Regions from separate parts of the Mus musculus genome. Here region 2 is linked to region 1. Evidence: chromatin contacts called from public Hi-C data. All regions are on one chromosome and are shown on one strand. The core of a region is the stretch at or near the end of the contact, and the rest is flanking DNA. Distances in the headings are between cores, read along the strand shown. Region 1 overlaps Fra10ac1 (FRA10AC1 homolog (human)). Region 2 has its middle 9.6 kb from the start of Plce1.

Region 1 (3,830 bases), core at 644-3,143:
AGTGGCTACCTATTTATAGTTTATAGAGGTTTCATCTAAAGCAGAGCTTTGAGGAGACGCCACATTCAGTATAACCTGTGAAATACGGTGAGAAGTACCCAGTGCTAAATAACGTTAGTGTTTGCAGCCAGCCTCAAGTAGCCAGCAGCTCAGGCTCTGGAGTCAAGGGCGGCAGAGAACAAGTGCACTGGGTCACCTGTGGGTGGGAGGCTGAGATGGCTGCTGGCAAGGCATCCTTACACCTGTGTAAATCTTCAAGGGGCTCCTTGGAATGGGTTACGAGAATCCTAACACCATGGGACAGGCTGTCCAAGATGCGACTGAGCAGCCGTCTCGGAAAGAATCCAGGCAAGAACAGAGGGCTGCCTGTTAAAGTGAACTGACGCTGCACATACTGGCTGCTTGCATCCCCAAACAATGACTGGTAATAAACTTGCACCTTACCAGGATAGGGAGACTTTGGCACTAAATCAACATCCATGGCATTAAATATTTTCATCAACTGCTATCAAGAACGGCAGTACCCACAGATGCTAAGCTGAGGCCAGGATGGAGCACCTGCGAATGAGCACTTACTGGGACTTCTCATCTGTCTCTGGCAGCGGACCCTTCCAGAGCTCAGAGTCTGAAGCACTGTCTTCCTCCTCAGCGTTTCCTGCTCATTGACAAGGAAATGTCGTCATTGTTTTAACATAACGCATTCTGAATCGTTTACCAGTGCAATTAAATTAACCATGAATTTAGCAGTATTTTAGCTTCAACTTCTATGATTCCACAAAATTTAACTTATTCCTCAAGATACCATAAATTTTAAAAAATTAAACAATATGAAAAACACCAGAGCCTCATCAAAAAGTGAATGCAAGTAATATCTAATGAACAACTTCCCCATGTTACACTAAAATAGCAGCTGGTTTAATTATTTCCTTGGCCATACAACAGAAATGAAGAATTTTGTAAAGAACATATATGTATTAGGACCTACACTCAAGATTAGTTCCTGTAGGCTAAGGGTTTTCACTGGAGATGAGCCACTTACTAATGTAATTACATCATGGAATAGTTTGTCTGCCTGATACTACTTTATCCAATATTGAATAAATTTTAGTTGAGTTTAGATAATTCATGTGAGGTCTATTTTGTTATATTTTAAAAATAGGAATATATTATCTTTACTGATTTTATAGGTAATACATACTGCCACTGTCTAAAATAAAAGCAATTTGGAAATGTTTAAAGTCCTAAGGAAAAGTTACCCCAGGCCACAGGTAATACAGTCACTTTTTAAGTGTGGTTGGTCTTTAAAAAGGTATCATTCATATATATATATATATATTTAAATTAAGATTATACTGTGCATAACTGTAACTATAAAGGATTTGAGATAGCAGAGACAGTTCTCCTTGACAATACGTATAAATATGTCAAAGCTTTTATAATGAGATTTCTTTCTAGGATTTATCTTTGTTTTGAATGATGCATATGTATGTACAGGTGTTTGCAGAGGGCTGAGGTGTCAGATCTCCCAATGAAGGCGCTAGAACTGAACTTGGATCCTCTCCAAGGCCAATATGTGCTTTAGCCACAGAGCCATCTATCTAGCCCTGTGAAAACCTTAAACAAACAAACAAAACAAAACAAAACAAAACAAAAACTGTTATATGGAATTTGATTAACCAATCGTTAATTTCTGATTGGTGGGGATTTAGGCTGTATTTCCCATTTTTATTTTTATTGGGGGTGAGGGTGGGTGGGGAGCAGTCTGGTGATTAAACCCAGGATCTTAAACATGCTAGCAAGAGCTCCACAGTGGGCGGGCACACAGTCCACCACGCTGTTTTTCTTGGTGAACAGTGTGCATTTCTGCCCATGTTTATCTGAGGAGCTTATCTATTCCAAATAAAATATCAAATTCCAAAAGCAGCATCATTGGCCACCACATGTGCTCTAACCCAGTTACAGGGTCAGGTTTTCCTCCAGAAGAAAGGTTAGAGAGTTTCCATTCTTCCAAACAATGTCTGAGAAGGCCTCCTCTTCTCAGAATAAGTTTTTCTAAAGTAATAAGCATTATTTTTCCAAATGTTTGACAAATACTCTTTCAAATGTAAGAGAACATCTTGATGTGCTCATCCTAACACAGTGTGCTCTTTACAAACCTTAACTTACACAACGTCCATAGGATTAAAAGAAAAGATGCTACTTCAAGAATGACGTAATAAGAGCTAATTGCCTTGGAGAGTTACCACTAGAGTTCTGACTTAACTCGGATTTGGCTTGCCAGTACAGAACGTCCCTCAGTTCAGCACAGGACAAAAATAAAGCCGCATTGATTTGCCACGGTGGTTCTAGCCTTTTACCTGCTGGACTCTGATCTTTGAATCAATGTGTATGCCTGAACTTTGATCCTAACTGAACCTGTTGTGGCACCAACTTTAACAAATAGCAGGGGGAGGGTGCTGTCTAATGAGCTATGTACACATGATGATGAAACTATAAAGTCTTAGAGGAAGATTCCTGCTCTGTGACAGCCATCAACACAGTTCCCAGTGTCTTGAACTGATAACACAAGAAAGAATAAAATCTTCCACTTGCTGAGATAAGAAAGAACAGAAAACCCAATTATGCCTAATGAAGTTCTCTATATGGCATTACTGTCCAGCCGTCAGAGAACAGAACCTACATGGCCTTTAAAAACAAGCAGTTGATTGTAAAATCTTACACTGCAAACAGCTCTGGTGTTCACTCTGTTCCCTCTTAAGAATACTTTCCACAAGTCAGCTTTTCTACACTAATTTCCTTTGTATGAGTCTATCTGTCTGTGTGTGGTATGCATAAGTATAGTGTGTGCGTGTATACATGAAGGACAAAGGTCAACTTCTAGTGTTGTTCCTTGGGTACTGTCCACAGAAGGGGTCTTTCACTGGCCCTGAACTTACTAAACAGGTGAGGCTGCCTGACACAAACCCAGAGATCTGCCTGTCTCTGCCTTCCCAGCCCTAAGATTGAAAATGTGTGCAACTATACCTGGACATTTATCATACACTTATTTTTATATATGTGCATGCTCATGCAGGGGTGCTCATGCAGGACACAGTATGGAGGCTAGACAAGAAGCTATGGAAATCAGTTCTATCCCACTCCCACGTGGGTTCAGGGATTAAGCTGTCAAGTTTGGTGGCAAGCGCTTTCACTCACTGAGCTGACCTTGTCCCAGTTTTTAAAGTGGGCTCTGAGAACTCAATTCAGTATCTCTTGCTTTCACGGAAGCACTGTACCAAATGGACTATTGCCCCAGCCCAGCAGCACATCAATTTTCTAATACCAGATAATGAAATTTTACTTTTAAAAAGTTAAATCATCTTAAAATAAATCCCTCTGACAGAGTATCCATTGGAAAAGTGGTCAAATTACCTCAGAGAATCAAATCTATAGGAATAGACTAAATGATCTGTAGAGTTCCTTCCACTCTATGAGTAAAACTTCTTGATACCCTGAGGACGGGAGTCACTACTAACAGTTACCACTACAACCATCTGCCAGGGGTGAAAGAGTCCCACTACGGAATGACAGACAGGTAGAGTGGTCTATACACAACGGCCCTCTTACAGCCTCACTGTCAAGTCTGCAGTGGTTATGGGCAAGAATTAGTTATTTTCTTCTCTTCACATTTATGTGTGTGATATAATGCGAACATGCTACAATGCGTGTGTGCAGGTCACGCATTGGACACGTGAGTCCCAAGGGTCAAATCAGGTCTTCAGGCTTGGCAGCACCAGCCTGGATCTGCTGAGCCGCGGCCTGCTGTGCTACTGGTCTCTTGGGCCTGCTCA
Region 2 (3,649 bases), core at 732-3,231, 320 kb after region 1:
ATGAGCTTAATCAGGTGCTGGCTCTTTTTTTTTTTTTCTTTTTTAAAAACTAAGTTCTTACTGGGGAATAAGGGCCTTCAGAGTTGTCTGAGAATGTTCTAGATGTTTGGATCCTGTAATAGTTTCAGAGAGATGCTCACATAGACTCTGGCCAGAAACCTTCGTAGAATGTGGCTTGGCAGGAAGGAAAATGGAGGGGCTTCAGAGTGATGTTCAGGACACAGAAAAAGTCACGAGACCTGGCTTGTGGGAATTGGGGCTGGACCACTCCGAGTGAAGGGCGTGTCTATTGGTAGATTGGACAGGCTGATCTTGATCAGATCAGCTTCAAACGTGGGTTCACATCCTAATTTAATATGAAATGTCATCTAAATCTGACAAATATGTCTTTGATAAATACCAGTTAAACCATTAGAGTACTTGTGAGTGAGTGTATATATGTGTGTATATATTTACATGTAGGTGTATGCGTGTGTATATGGAGATCAGAACTCCACCTCAAGTGTCATTCACAGCCACTGACCAACTCTTTTATTTTTTTCCCCAAAGACTGGGTCTATAACTGGAACTTGGGCTTACCAACTAGCCTGGGCTTAGCTGACCAGTGAGTCCCAACCATCTGCCTATCTCTGCCTCTTCAGGATTGGATTTCGAGTGCATGTGCCACACCCAGCTTTTTATATGAGTACTGGGCATTCAACTCTTGTCCTCAGCAAGAACTTTACCAACTGAGCCATCATCCCAGGCCTCGTGAGAGCACTTTTATGGAACATTTGTACTCATTTCCTGTTAAATAGTCTGACACATCTTATTTAAAACATATTTATTAGTCAGTCACGTAGCTGGGTACGACTTTAGTCTTAGCTACTTTACATGGAGGCAGGAGGGTCCCTTGAGGGGATTATTTTGGGACCACTTGGGCTACAAGACAAGACTCTGTCTCAAACTTACCCCCCCCCCCACACAAAATATATTGTATGAGTGAGTGAATGAATGAATTATAACTGTTGGTTGTTCAGTGTGCTCATAAGGAAGGTGGGAGCCTATTATGACTTCAAAAAGGAAGCAATGTTTACAAACACAAAACGTGTGAGCCATTGCTTTAGGGAGGCAAGGCAGTGGGATTATTTCATGATATCCTACTCTTCCAAAGGGCACGGATAAATTTGGTAGAGAAATTGTTGCCAAGCCGTGCTCATGTATGCCAGCACTCAGGAGGCAGAGGCAGGTGGATCTCTGAGTTCGAGGCCAGCCTGGTCTACAGGGTGAGTTCCAGGACAGCCAGGGCTACACAGAGAACCCCTCTCTTAAGACAATAACAGCAGTAGCAGCAGCAGCAACAGTGAAAAGACAACAACAAATTGTTGATGTTTGTATGGATTTGATTATGTCTCCAAAGCATTCTTTTAAAGAATGGAATGGCATTATTTACTACCATATCTAGGAATAGAATGCTTTTGTTTATGAGGAAAGAATAGAAGGGAGATATAATATAATTAGGATTAATGCTGGCATCTTTTACCAATCACAGTTTTTGTTTTGTTGTTTGTTTTCAAAATTTCTGCAGTAAATGTGTGCTACTTTTATAACTTGTATAAGTCTCTTTTCTTTCTTTCTTTCTTTCTTTCTTTGGTTAAGAAGTTAGTGTGAAAAGTGTTATAATAGCTTTTTAAAAGCTTGCCTTTAAAAGAATAAAATTCCTGGCATTGTACAGTCACAGTAGCTATTTGAAATAATGGCAAACCACACTCCCCACACTTCCTGTATCAGGAGCCTAGTCTTCCCAGTCACAGCACAGGTAACTTGGAGGGGAGCCAACACACCCAAGCACTGTAATTTGGTAGATCACAACTCCCTCCTCCCCCCCCCCCCCCCCCCCCGTTGGGGCCTTGGGAAGGACCTGAGGGCTGGTGGTACAGGCTGGAGAAACTAGCTGGCTTCAGACTGTAGACTCTGTCAACAGTTCTCTGTATATTTACCTTGGGATTACACCATCTTGAAAAATAGCAGAAGTGCCAAAGTATTAGCCTGAAGATGAACAAACAAGGAACCCCAAGCAAAATGATAAAATGTCATTGCCTGCTCTTCTTCCCCGGTTACGTAACAAGTCTGAATAGTGTTGTCTCTCAACTATGAGGTACAGCTCAAATGTACTTTTGAGTTTTAACGAGGTGTTCTATTTGCATTTTTAACTCTACTCAAAACAGGCCATGTGAATGACATCAACTGTTTGAGTCAGCTGTTGGCCCCGGGCATCCACCCAGCATTTGAGATCATTGGTGGCATCTGTGAACTGCAGGGGCAAAGTTTTTTAGCTTGTTAGCTAGAGGGCCCCTCAGTGCCTTCACTGGTGCTAGTGTTAAGTAGACTATGGGTCTGAAGAACATGGCTAGAAATGACCAAGTAGTACATGATCTATGTGGGTTAAAACGCCTTGCATCTGCCAGGGCTTTGTAGAAGAGCTCCCATGAGACTGAAGAGTTATTTAATCTGGAAAATATCTTGTTCAGTGTGATGATGAAGTATAGCCTAGGCATCACCCACAGAAGAGGGTGCAGTAGGCACAACCATGAAGAAGCGTTTGCAGAAGCCAGTTCACACCTTCTTTTGATGACACAGGGATCACCTTACTGAGACACTGTAACGTGAGAGTGTGCTGGAGAAGGGCAGTTCTGTTGAGTTTATCTCCTCCAGGCTGTGTTTTCATCACATGTATTTTTAATTCTTTGGAATTACACTCAGAGTAATTGAAGAATGACCCGTAAGAAGGCTAGCTTGAGGAAACATTCAGCCAATGGGTGTGTTGTTGCTACCTGTCAATTAATTAATAGCTGCTCACAACAGGAGCCTGTAGTTATGCCGGAAAAGTGGTGCCACTTGGCTGCTGGGGAAATTCATGATTTAGATGCACAGGACATGTAATGCAAGACCCTTAAGGCAGCAGTTTCAGGTTCTTCCTGCTTTGTACTCCCCTTCATGTCTGGGTTTCCAAAATGTGCTGTCTTACATAGGAGTTCTGCTGGCCCTGCTGAGATCAGGATCTGAAAGGGCATCATGATAAACACAGACTAAAGCCAGCCAAGGACCTTCTATCTCAACTGAAAGAAATGACTGGCACTCCACTGTACTCAACTATTTTCACCCAGGCCTTCCTCATGAGGGTAGCCACGCTCTGAGAGGGCCTCCCTGTTGGCTTCAGTCCATGTTGATTTCCACCAGTCCTAGCTGTGTTTTTTGTTTTTTGTTTTGTTTTGTTTTGTTTTGTTTTTAATCACAAGCTATACACCCAAATAGTCACAGACCTTATATGCATTATTGAATGGAATGGCCGCCATGCTTAGGCTGTTGAGACTATAATATTTGATATTTTATGGCTCTCATTTTTTTTTTAAAGATTTATTTATTTATTATATGTAAGTACACTGTAGCTGTCTTCAGACACTCCAGAAGAGGGAGTCAGATCTTGTTACAGATGGTTGTGAGCCACCATGTGGTTGCTGGGATTTGAACTCCGGACCTTCGGAAGAGCAGTCAGGTGCTCTTACCCACTGAGCCATCTCACCAGCCCCATGGCTCTCATTTTTGTTTATAACTATGTAGTGACTTAAGATTGTCCTGTACACAGGGATTATGCCCCTTCTTTTCAGCT

Evidence for each region. A called contact is a pair of places that touch in the nucleus more often than the background predicts.
Region 2: a contact with region 1 is called in a Hi-C map of liver, with 3 times the contacts expected there. A contact is called at or near these places in 2 of 39 promoter capture datasets (embryonic stem cells and hippocampal neurons) and 1 of 484 Hi-C or Micro-C datasets (liver).

The regions. Positions count from the first base shown.
Region 1 is chr19:38,189,253-38,193,082 of GRCm38.p6, forward strand. It overlaps Fra10ac1 (FRA10AC1 homolog (human)), which reads right to left. Exons shown (of 14, transcript NM_001081075.2): 13 at 577-655. Among named protein-coding and RNA genes, the nearest start is that of Gm52398, 27 kb to the left of the region's middle.
Region 2 is chr19:38,512,755-38,516,403 of GRCm38.p6, forward strand. It overlaps a transcript of Plce1 not described here. Among named protein-coding and RNA genes, the nearest start is that of Plce1, 9.6 kb to the right of the region's middle.